3 separate regions of the Mus musculus genome follow, and regions 2 and 3 are each linked to region 1. A link is a contact called in public HiChIP or PLAC-seq data. All regions are on one chromosome and are shown on one strand. Each heading gives the region's core, a stretch centred on a gene start, on an enhancer-like site or on the middle of the called end of the contact. The rest is flanking DNA. Distances are from core to core; before and after follow the strand shown. Region 1 overlaps A930038B10Rik (a long non-coding RNA gene). Region 2 overlaps Bmpr1a (bone morphogenetic protein receptor, type 1A). Region 3 overlaps Shld2 (shieldin complex subunit 2).

The links. HiChIP or PLAC-seq counts read pairs in DNA pulled down with a chosen protein or histone mark.
Region 2: an H3K27ac HiChIP or PLAC-seq map of embryonic stem cells shows a contact between it and region 1, with 4 times the contacts expected there. The contact joins two enhancer-like sites. A contact is called at or near these places in 1 of 39 promoter capture datasets (the 3T3-L1 cell line), 11 of 484 Hi-C or Micro-C datasets (the AML12 cell line, the N1E-115 cell line, cerebellar granule neurons and 7 more), 3 of 115 datasets of contacts at active chromatin or transcription factors (embryonic stem cells and kidney) and 1 of 9 other capture datasets (embryonic stem cells).
Region 3: a contact with region 1 is called in an H3K27ac HiChIP or PLAC-seq map of embryonic stem cells, with 2.2 times the contacts expected there. The contact joins two enhancer-like sites. A contact is called at or near these places in 1 of 484 Hi-C or Micro-C datasets (cardiomyocytes) and 2 of 115 datasets of contacts at active chromatin or transcription factors (both in embryonic stem cells).

The regions. Positions count from the first base shown.
Region 1 is chr14:34,768,309-34,771,914 of GRCm38.p6, reverse strand. It overlaps A930038B10Rik (a long non-coding RNA gene), which reads right to left. Exons shown (of 5, transcript XR_001781218.2): 4 at 3,205-3,419; 5 at 1,814-2,627. Among named protein-coding and RNA genes, the nearest start is that of Gm30969, 4.4 kb to the left of the region's middle. Within about 2 kb of position 2,079, at least 206 of the 459 cell types and tissues checked have an H3K27ac peak or open chromatin away from gene starts, as enhancers often do. A contact at or near this core is called in cortical neurons and embryonic stem cells, where this site is marked.
Region 2 is chr14:34,452,516-34,456,438 of GRCm38.p6, reverse strand. All of the region lies in intron 2 of Bmpr1a (bone morphogenetic protein receptor, type 1A), which reads left to right. Among named protein-coding and RNA genes, the nearest start is that of Bmpr1a, 48 kb to the left of the region's middle. Within about 2 kb of position 2,523, at least 52 of the 459 cell types and tissues checked have an H3K27ac peak or open chromatin away from gene starts, as enhancers often do. A contact at or near this core is called in cortical neurons and embryonic stem cells, where this site is marked.
Region 3 is chr14:34,256,892-34,260,594 of GRCm38.p6, reverse strand. It overlaps Shld2 (shieldin complex subunit 2), which reads left to right. Exons shown (of 10, transcript NM_001360074.1): 4 at 863-970. It also overlaps the pseudogene Gm18813. Among named protein-coding and RNA genes, the nearest start is that of Syt15, 39 kb to the right of the region's middle. Within about 2 kb of position 1,899, at least 7 of the 459 cell types and tissues checked have an H3K27ac peak or open chromatin away from gene starts, as enhancers often do. A contact at or near this core is called in embryonic stem cells, where this site is marked.

The sequences.
Region 1 (3,606 bases), core at 830-3,329:
CAGAACGAATGAGCAGGAAGCTCCACCCCTGAGCAAGCAGGTTTCAGGCTGGGGGAGGGGAGACTACAATTCCCCTTTCATTGGTGCTGGGGCCTATGTTTTGTGACCTAAAGTCAGAATGATGCCTCTAACCCAGCGTCAGTTGTGCTACAGTCTCAGGCCTGTTACATTCCCCACTGGCTTAATAAGCATGAGTCATAAGCTCATCTTGGGGCAGGGGGTTTATCATCTCCTCAGCACTAATAATTTAACAAAATTTATTTTTGTTTTACATAGTTAAGTAGGCAATTGAGCAAGCAGCACCCTGTAGTGAGACCAGGAACAAAAAAATTAATAAATAGCCCAGTAATGTCTATAAGTAGAGTAGAGTAGCCAAGGGGACCAGAACAAGATTGGCACCAGTTATCAGACATTTACACCACCACCCCTCCCCTTTTAAGCTTATTTTTGGCTAATTATTTTTTAATGATCCGTGACTGGTTGTCATAGAAACAATGAAGTTTCTCCTAATGTCATTGTTTCATGAAGAAGAGGTCCAAACTGCTTCTATTCTGAAGAACAACCTCTAGTAAGGAGTCTACCTACGCTTCCAGGTGGAAGTAGTTATTTTTTAAAAGATTTATTTATTTATTTATTTATTTATTTATTTAATGCAGATCACAGCTTTACCGCCTTCCTCATTTAGTCAAAAGCAGACTCTGTGTGTTGTTGGTTTTAGGAGATTTTGAGGCTAGAGAGGAGTAATCTTATCCCTCCATATAAGCCAGGAAGATGCCACAGCTTTGTGAGAGTCTGCACTGTCCCTTGCATGGAGCATTGTCAGTGGGACTCTGTCCACTCTAGTGACAGCAGTACATGAGTTTTGCATCTGTGAGCTGCTTCAGGAAGCCCGTCTTAGCAAAATGTATACTCATCTCAGCTGTTTTATAACTTAAATTTTGATCCCAAAGTCTCCCCTCCCTCCAGAGCCTAAACAGTGAAAGTTCTCTGATTCTTTTTTTTTCTTTCTTTTTAAGCTTTCTAATCAGCCGGGCAGTGGTGGCACATGCCTTTAATCCCTGCAGAAGTCAGAAAAGGAATCCCTTGGAACTGGAGTTATGCATGGTTATGAGCCACCATGTCAGTGCTGGAGACTAAATCCAGGTCCTCTACAAGAGCAGCGGGCGCTCTTAACCACAAGCCATCTGTGATGGTTTGTATAGGCTTGGATCAGGAAATGGCACTATTAGGAGGTGTGGCCTTGTTGAAGTAGGTGTGTCCTGTATAATGCCCGCCCGGATTCTGCCATGCTCCCGCCTTGTTGATAATGGACTGAACCTCTGAACCTGTAAGCCAGCCCCAGTTAAATGTTGTTTTTATTTGGTCATAGTGTCTGTTCACAGCAGTAAAACCCTAACCAAGACACCATCTCTCCATCCCAGGACTCGATGTCTTTGAAGGACAACAGGGTAGCAACTGACTTTCTTGAAGATGGATACGTGCCCAGAAACAGGCATGTGCCCTGCCTTTGCTCTGGGGGAAAAGTATTGCTGTCTGAAGTTTACTGGCAGACAGGAAGGCAATCACATCGTTAGCCATCCTACCTCCAACAAACACCAACAAATAAGTCAATATAAACACTAACCTCAACGAACATCTCTACCATAGTCAGGGTGAGTGGTGGCTAGGCAGCCACACCCTGGACAAGGATGGAACCTTTAAGAAGCAGAAAGGTGTGAGGTGTGGGGTGGTTTGTTATTCGGTACGTTTTATACATGTGGTTTTCGGTATATTGGAGATTTAAATTTATTTTAAAATTAAAAAAAAAAAATACAGGACGAGGGGGATGTGTGCGCGTGCGCACCACAGCGCATGTGAAGATCAGAGCATAACTTCCGTGTTGCTTCTCTCCTTCCACAGAAAACTCAGGTGGTCAGGCTTGGTGGCAAGCGCCTACACCCGGCGAGCCGTCTCGCAGACACTTACACTGGGGACATTGACTTCAAGCTAAGCATTTCCAACTCCTAGAACCAAAGCAGGCTGAAGCGAGATGACCCAGGGGCCAGTCACCCAGGAGAAGGCTGCCTCCGGCTTCTGGCTGGCCGACTGCGCATGTCCTCCCAGCACAGTGCCCGCTACAGTCGAGAAAGCCTCGGCCAAGCCCGCACCCGACAGGCTCGGGGCTACAAGGCTTGTGGGGTTTAACCTGGGTCGACCTCCAGGAAAATCAAGATCAGAGCGGAGACGTGCTGAGAGGTAGGGACAGTCTGGAGTCTTAGGAGGTGGGACTTGGGCGGATGCACTCCTCTGGGCGCTCACGGTGCGTGGTGGATACTCTGACCCGCTCCTCTTGGCTGACCACGCACGAGGGCAGTCATCCTGGGGAAACTGAGGCCGCCAAAGTCATAGGGCTCATCCGAACATCCTGCCCCAACCCGGCGCGGCATCCAAGCACCTGCTCCATCTGGGGACACCCGGAGGTCTAGGCCGCCACACATAGCCCAGGGGGAGCGGTGATAAAGATGCGGAACTCGTCGCGCGAACGCAGAGGGGAGGGAGGAGGCGTTGAGAGTCTTGCGCCATGTGAGCTGGATCCGCGTGGGTCCCGTCAACCCAGCCGCTGTTGACGACGCCCAGGACCCGGAGTCCTGTGGACACAGCATTCGGGTGACCTCGGAGCCTCAAGAGATCTGCAGCTCGCCTGCTCCAACGCCCCTTCCCCAATATCCCTTCCTTAGAACCTCGGTCCCCTCCTGCATCCTTCTGTTCTATGATACCTTCCAGAGCCTCAAGAGGGCGCTGTGGGCGCGCTGCTGGAGGCCGCGCCTCCTGCCTCCAACTTAAGGTCCGAGCTGGAACTAGCTTTTGACACGAGCTCTTGAATACGTGTGTGGGACAGGCAAGGTGACATAACCCTGAAGCCTCAATCGCAGGAGAGAAATAAAGGCTTTTTTCCTTGTTTACTCTTTCTTACCTTGAATATCGTGATCATATCTTCACAATGAAAATAATATTTTGAATGAAAAAGTATTCCAAAATAAGCAGACATAAATCATATGGTAGGAGTAGCATGAAACAAGAAACATTTTGTAAGAGCAGAAGTGTTGGGGTACACAACCCTAACACTCAGGAGGCTAAGTTCGGTACCCTGTCACAAAATCAAACCAAAAGTTGATCAAACTTCCTTTCTGTGATCATAAGGCAAAAGACACTAAGGAAGTGTACCAGAGATGGCAGTCGAAGGTACCCATCACTATCATGGGACACAGTCTCGTCAATACGACAGGGTCAATGCGCTGGTGCACTCTCAGAAGCTGGAAAGAACCCCGGTGAATAAAAACTTGCACCAGATTGGGTCTGGTCACTGCCCATCACAGGTCGGTGGGCGGGGCTCATGAAGCCTTCGGCCTCTCTGAGGAGTTCTAGGCAGTTAAGGGTTCCTGGAGGGAGGGAGACATGTAGTGAAACCACTAGTAAGGTACCCATGCCCCCGCCCACGTTCATGTAAACAAAATTAAACTGACTGAGTAAACAAAAACAGGAGGAAGTCCTGAAAGCAGAAGGGGAGCTGGTTGGGAAGAGGAGGAGAACCAGGGACGAGAGGGGACATGAGAGGGTCCTGAGGAT
Region 2 (3,923 bases), core at 1,274-3,773, 320 kb after region 1:
TCTGTGGCACAGTATGAGAGGCTGCATTTCTGAGATGGTCGCACTAGCTTTGACTAGCAAGGTGGCTAATACAAAGTTTACTTATACCCATTGTAGCCTTCCTAACCTTTAATTAATTTAGATCACAACTTTCCTTTTGAAGGCTGTGGTTTTTAAAATATGTACCCATGTAGTGACAATTTTGAGTTTTGGTTTCTTTGAAAAACACATAAATATGGGAAATGTGGTTTCCTTTTAACCCCAGGTGTGGGGTACATGGCTGCTTCAGATTGTCCACAGCAGCTGACTATGATTTGCCTTGTGCTCTAACAGGGATGTGATTTTTTTTTTTCCCAGCTGCAGATAGTTTCTGTGATTATGTGACATTTGGAATTTTGGGGACTTTTCAGAGGGTATATAATCAATCACAAAGATGTGAAGAGAAAGACCACTGACCCAAGTCACCATTACCAAATTAATTAAAACAAGCTTTTTAATTCATGTACGTGGATGGGCTGCTTCCCCCTAAGGTGAGATTCAAAAGGCTAACATTGGATATGAAAACAAGGATTTTAGAAGTAGGGGGCTTTCAAATAGGGGGTTTGGTGGGCAAAATAGGCCAACTTACAGGAGCAGAACATAAGTGTACCAAGTTAGTCATAAAGACCTCCAGCAACAAAGGCGTAGATTGCAAGTGGTTGGAACAAGGTAGTCTTAATAACTGGTAGTCATAGCAGCCTTTTGAAACAAAGTTAGAGTTGCAAGATGGTTATAAACAAGTTTTGAAACAAAAACATGGTTGCCATTTTCTGGAACAGATAGTATAGAATCATTTGTAATCAAAGTTACAGGTAGGGTATAGCCCAATCCTTGAGTAAAAGAAGTTTGTACCAAAGGAGTGGTGTGTGTGTGTTTGTGTTTGTATGTGTGTGTGCATTTTCATAGCTATTGAACTATGTCATTTAGCTTTGTATAAGTCTGTGGCATGGTTAAAAACTAGGCCCATTATTTGCTGTGAACAGTAATTGTTAGTTAGAGGATGTTATATTTACAGGCAGAAGGTTCACTATGAATTTGAAACTAGCCTGGCCTTCTTAAGTGAGTTCTAAGTCAGCTTGGACTACAGAGTAGTATCATATCTTATAATAAAACCAAGAGGATGGAATATCAAAGTATGCCAAGTGCTAAAGAAAAAAGCCTGGCTGGGGATAACAGGAAAGCTTTCAAGTAGCAGTGCCATTACAGTTTGAATAGGATAGGGTAGGATCACTGAGTAAGACAAGTGTTTTGTTGTTGTTGTTTTGTTTTTCAATTAGCTCAGGGACCAAGTAGCAATACATCTTTTCTTATATCCTGGGGAAAGGATGCAGGTGGCAGTCCTATACATGTGCCAGGCTTAGAGCAAAGGCTTTTGTGTCTTGTTTAAGGAAGAGCCGTGGGTAGTGCAGCTGGAGTAGAAGAGGAACTGGAGACTGGTGGACATCTCTAGACTTAAGCTTTTACTCTGGGAGAACCAGGCTATCACTGGAGGTCTTTAAACAGAGGTGTGGTTTACCCCAACATAATTAGGATTGCTCTGCCTGTGTGGTGAATATGTGGTGTATAAAAGTATTTGTAGACCATTTATAAGACTGTTCCAATCATCCAAGTAAAGGTTGCTAGTGTCTTAAATTAGAGAACAATGGAATTAGTGCGAAGTGTGTAGGCTCAGGATACAAACTGAAGGTAGAAACAATTGATTTGATGGCAGGAGAATGAGGGGATGTCTTTGGGTTTCTATTGCTGTGAAGAGACACCGTGACCACAGCAACTCTTACAAAAGAAAACACTTAATTGGGGCTAGCAAGACTGGGTTTTTCTCTATGTAGCCCTGGCTGTCCTGGAACTTACTCTGTAGACCAGGCTGGCCTCAAGCTCACTGAGATATGTGTGCCTCAGCCTCCACCTCCTGAGAGCTGGGATCAAAGGTGTACGTAATTACTGCCCAGGCTGACCTGGAACTCATGATGCTCTTGCCTCTGCCTCATTCAGCAAATCTTACTGTCATATGCCACCACAACGGGCAGTTTACTGCCTCCTCACCAAAAAGTTCTAAGTAATTGAGGCTTCAAACAAGATTGCTTGCACAGTCAGTATTTCTGAGGATCTGGTTTGTCTTCTGGTCTTATCTCAGAGTAGCTGCCAGCAGCTTCAGAGACTGTTAGCTCCTGTTCATATTCAAACTGAAGGATTTTCTTTTCCTTAGATGCTAAACCAGGTTTGTGTTGTTACAGATACACTCACAGCTCTTGAAGCAAAATATTTTCTCCAGATTTGGATGAGATCGGCTTTTTACTGTTAGAAAAATAATCATGACTAGAATAACCCTGACCAACGCTGCTGCAGTTGTACATGTGCACATTGGGGTTAGGGCTGCTGGGAAAGAAGTTAAAATTCGGGAAGGAAAATGGATGAGTTGCTTGTTAAAGGAAAAGACGATATTCTTATGCTAATCCAGGCTCTGGATAAGGAGCAGAGCTGCCATGCAAACAATGGCTGTGGAGCCAGAAAGTCTGCAGCCAGAATAGTATTTCTCAGAAAGCTTGTCAGGCCGGGCGCCTGGAGCTGCTTAGGGGGGCTTTCCTTGGAAGGGGGGCTTTCTTTGCCGATTTATGGAACTTGCAGCTGGCCAGCTTGCTGGAAATTCCCACACCTTTCTAGTATTAAGTAAAAATGAAGGGTATGGGGGAAGCTTGACAGGAAAAGGAAAGAATGACTGCAGACTTGTTTTTTCAGCTGACTTCAGACTTTCCCTATTTCGTTAAGGGTTTTCTTTTCTATTTGTTCTTTAGTTATGATTGAACTGTTAGTTCAACCTTCTTGTTTGTGAACTTTTATATTTTTTTAATTTAAGATATTCTTGGGGTTGGAGAGTTGTCTCCACAGTTAGGAGTACATACTACTCTTTCAGAGGACTTAGGTTCAGTTTCTAGCACCTATATAGTCTACTCCCAGGGCACCAGACACACAGGCATGCATCCAGACAGACAGTCATGTATATGAGTAAATCTTTCTTTAGTGGGTGGTGGTGGTGGCACACACCTTTATCCCAGCTCTTGGGAGGAAGAGGCAAGCAGATCTCAGTGAATTTGAGGACAGTGTGGTCTACAGAGTGAGTTCCATGACTACCAGGGCTATACATAAAAACCCTGTCTTGAAAACAAATAAACAAATAAAAATAAATAAAAAGTAATAGATAAATCTTTCTTTTAAAAATACTTTATATATTCTTGTAATTTCATGTTATTTTCTTGAAGAAACTGTATCAGTATGGGTATATGCAATTGTTAGTTACCAATTTGATAGCTTTTAAATTCCTGCATCATTTTACTGTTTTGATTAAGTGGTGTTTTAAATATCTGCCTGCGTGCATGCATGTGTCTGCCACTGATTCCTCTGTCACTTTTTTTTTTTTTTTTTTTGAGATCTGATCGATCTAGTTAGGGTATCCATCATGTCCTCACAAGACTCCTGTCTCTACCTCCCCAGCCTGGGTTTTTGTTTTGTTTTGTTTTGTTTTGTTTTTAATTTTTTATTAGGTATTTTCCTCATTTACATTTCCAATGCTATCCCAAAAGTCCCCCATACTCACCCCCCCCCAGCCCCCCTTTTTGGCCCTGGCATTCCCCTGTACTGAAGCATATAAAGTTTGCATGACCAATGGGCCTCTCTTTCCACTGATGGCCGACTAGGCCATCTTCTGATACATATGCAGCTAGAGACTCGAGCTCCAGGGTACTGGTGAGTTCATATTGTTGTTCCACCTATAGGGCTGCAGATCCCTTTAGCTCCTTGGGTACTTTCTCTAGCTCCTCCATTGGGGGCCCTGTGATCCATCCAATAGCTGACTGTGAGCATCCACTTCTGTGTTTGCTAGGCCCCCGGCATAGTCTCACAAGAGACAG
Region 3 (3,703 bases), core at 650-3,149, 510 kb after region 1:
TTCAGGTCTTCTCCATGTCCAGCACCTTTTGAAACTGCATAAGCCAATTGTTATTGATGGTAGCCCAATGGAAGAGTGTAGTTCTTTTTTTTCCTTTGGTTGCCATGTGTATAACTTGTTGTCACAAATTCTCAGTAGTGTTCATCTAGTGTTCATATTTTCTAGGCTTCACTATGTTCATGTGCTGTAAGTTCCACCCAAGTAGTTCTTCATATTCATGATTTTAATGGGTTGGGTTTGATTTCCTCTGGATAGAAAAGGGGGGTGCTTCAGTATTTCACTAGTGCTGGTATGATATCATTCCTATGCTGCATGTTGGGAAAAAGTAGTGGGGTTTGGGGTGGGAAAGGCAAGCTTAGCTGAAAGCAATGTGAATGTGGCTTCCTCCTCTTGCCCTAGACTAGGTGAAGCCTGGCTTGCTCATGCCTCAGAAGGCTAAGGTCTAGGGTCAGAAATTAAACTTGCGGGCTGGTGAGATGGCTCAGCGGGTAAGAGCACCCGACTGCTCTTTCGAAGGTCCAGAGTTCAAATCCCAGCAACCACATGGTGGCTCACAACCATCCCTAACGAGATCTGACTCCCTCTTCTGGAGTGTCTGAAGACAGCTACAGTGTACTTACATATAATAAATAAATAAAAAAAAAAGTAAAAAAAAAAAAAAAAAAGAAATTAAACTTGCTGTTTTATCGTTTTGAGCCTTTGGGTGGGTCTTTCAGCCTAACAACTTTAGTTGCCTGGTATGTGAGATGTGTGCATCATGTCTTGCTATGATTGGTTACTATTGCTACTATGTGTTTAACAAGTTAACCACAGTCTAAAGGAGTTTATGGTGTGACCAGATTTCATTTTGTTTTGTTTTTAGACGTTGTTCTTTATGAGGATCAGTGGATTGGTGAGACAGTACTCCAATCAACATTTACAAGTCAGTTACTAAATCTTGGAAGTTATTCATATGTCCAGCCTGAAAAATGTAAGACATATTTTGAATATGCTGAACTTAGGATGTTTTAATTTTTGACTTTTTGGCCTTAGGATAGTACAAAACCAGTATGAACATACTTTGGATTTTGATCTTTTCTGCATTTGTGATGCTCCCAGTGGCAGCGATCCATGGCTTGCAGTCAGCATCTGGTTATAAGGTGAATCACTGAGATGTCACACTGTGCTGTGTTGCTAAGTGGGGACAGATGGTAGGTTAGGTATATTTAACACATTTTTGTTGTATCTTTAGTTTTTTGTGGGGTTACTGTAATGTTACCTCATTGTAAATCCACTGTAAGTCTGCAGACAAATATGTTAGGAAAGATTTGAGTACAAAAAGTTTTTTTCTAAACAGCTATTTTCATTTGTAAGCTGAAACTGGAACTCATTTGTTTTATTTTATATTTTGCAATATTAGTATTGAAACCAGGGCCCCACCCAGTGCTATTTTTCAAAAATATTGAAAATAGAACTTAAAAGGATGGCTGTGGTAGGGCTACACAGGGGCTCCTAGCCCCCAGGTGGCAGCAGCAGTGTGCCTAGAAGAGAAAAGAGGGAGAAAAAAAAATGAACTTGTATATTATAAATCACATAAAGTATTGTTGCAGTAAATCTACTCCCAAATATGCCCCAGCATGAAAACAGGACACAGTTAATATGATTACATGCTGTGCGCCTACCACTACACTGCCATCTTGCACATCTTATGAGACCCCTAAGAACTTGCCGTTTCTCCAGGCTTCTGCTCCGCTTTTCTTCAGCTTCCTCCTCCTCTGTGTCATCTCCCTCTTCCATTTTCTCCTTCCTTTTCCTCCCTTCTGCTCCACCTTCCCTTTTATCTGCCCAGTCATCAGCTCTCCTTTATTTTACAAATTAAGGTGGGAAGCAGGTTTACAGGAAATCACCTGAGTGCTGACTCATTCCTTGTTCTCAGTCCCTCACTGGAGAACGGAATTAACACCAAATATAATTAGCCCCACAACACACTGGCTGAAGGACATTTGAGTTATTTCTCTTTTGAGGTTTTTAAGAGTATAGATTTAAAAAAATTTTTATTAGATATTTTCTTCATTTACATTTGAAATGCTATCCTGAAAGTCCCCTCTACATTCCCCCCACCCTGCTCCCCAACCCACCCACTCCCTCTTTCTGGCCCTGGCATTCCCCTGTACTGGGGCAAGAGTATAGATTTTTGTGTGAACATAAATGTTCAGATCTTTGGCACAGATTTCTAGGGTGCATTCCAAATACATAAATTGTTTTATAAGAAATTACCAGCCGGGGCATGGTGGTGCACACCTTTAATCCCAGCACTCTGGAGGCAGAGGCAGATGGACCTCTGATTTGGATGCCATCCTGGTCTACAGAGCAAGTTTCAGGATAGCCAGGCTACACAGAGCAACCATATCTCAGTACAAACAAACAAACCAACAAACCAACCACACACACACACACCACCACCACCACCACCACCACCACCACCACCACCACCACCACCACCACCAAAAAGAAATGACTAAGCTGTTTTCCATCTGGCTATACTATTTTAAAGACTTTGCATAGGCTGGAGTGTAGCAGCTGATAGAGGACCTGCCTACTCTATGCAAGGCTTTGTGTTTGATCTTTAGCACCTCAAAATACACAAATAAGTAACTGAATAAATAAATAAACCATGTGGAGTATCACATGCTTGAAATCATAGCTACTTGGGAAGCTGATATAGAATATTATAGAGGCCAGCTTAGGCAATGACACTTAACAAAAATTGGAGACGCTGGGTTGGTCCCTAACACTTCAAAGTAAGTAAAAGAAATAGACCTTCTTAGTAGGAATACATTACAGCTTTAATGGCATATTTTAGAATACCTGTAAGAAAAATTGTGTGAGGTGTCTGTTCCACAGTAGAGTGGCTGTAATAAAGCTAGAGTTAAGTATTTGAAATGTTTTCACCATAAAGAAACAAAAATTTATATGGAGAGAGATGTATCTAACTTGTTTTAAAGGTTTTATGATATATTTATTTTTTGAAGCATTACATGGCATCACATTAATTTCTATAATTTTTATGTTTATCAAAAATAGATTTTAGTAAATGAATACAATCAAGCTGTGCTGTGGCAGTACACTGGCTTATAGCATGTGCATCACCATGGATTTGATGCTCGACACCACAGAAATAAGTAATATAGGACTCATACCAACAATACCTTTCACTCACTTTTACTGTCATCCTAGTTTTAAAAAGCTCAGTCCATTCTAAGAGATGTTCTGAGTAATAAATTCTAAGAAACTCCCTGAGAAGTCATTTCCCTAATGGCACAAGACAATTCTAATATACAAAATGTAATTAAAGAGACAGAAGTTCTAATTGGTGTCCTTAGTAGCTTAGGTCTGTATGTAAACAAGGTCACGTAGAGCATGCTGTATCTTCAGACACATTAATTCTTCCCTGCTTACTCTTACCAAGCATCCTTGGTTCTTTCCTCTGGCTTATTGGTGCATGGCTCTTTTTCTTCACTCCAAACAATTCCCTCAAGTATCTTTTGTAGAGCTGCCTCAGTGCTCATTAATTCCTTTTAGCCTGCCTTTATTATGGGAAGTTTTTCTTCCTTCTTCCATTACAACATATATCTGTGCAAATAGAAATGCATCATTTTCTTTTAAAGTTTTTTTTTTTTGAAGTTTTTGTTGAGAAATCTGCAATTATTTCAATGGGCTCATC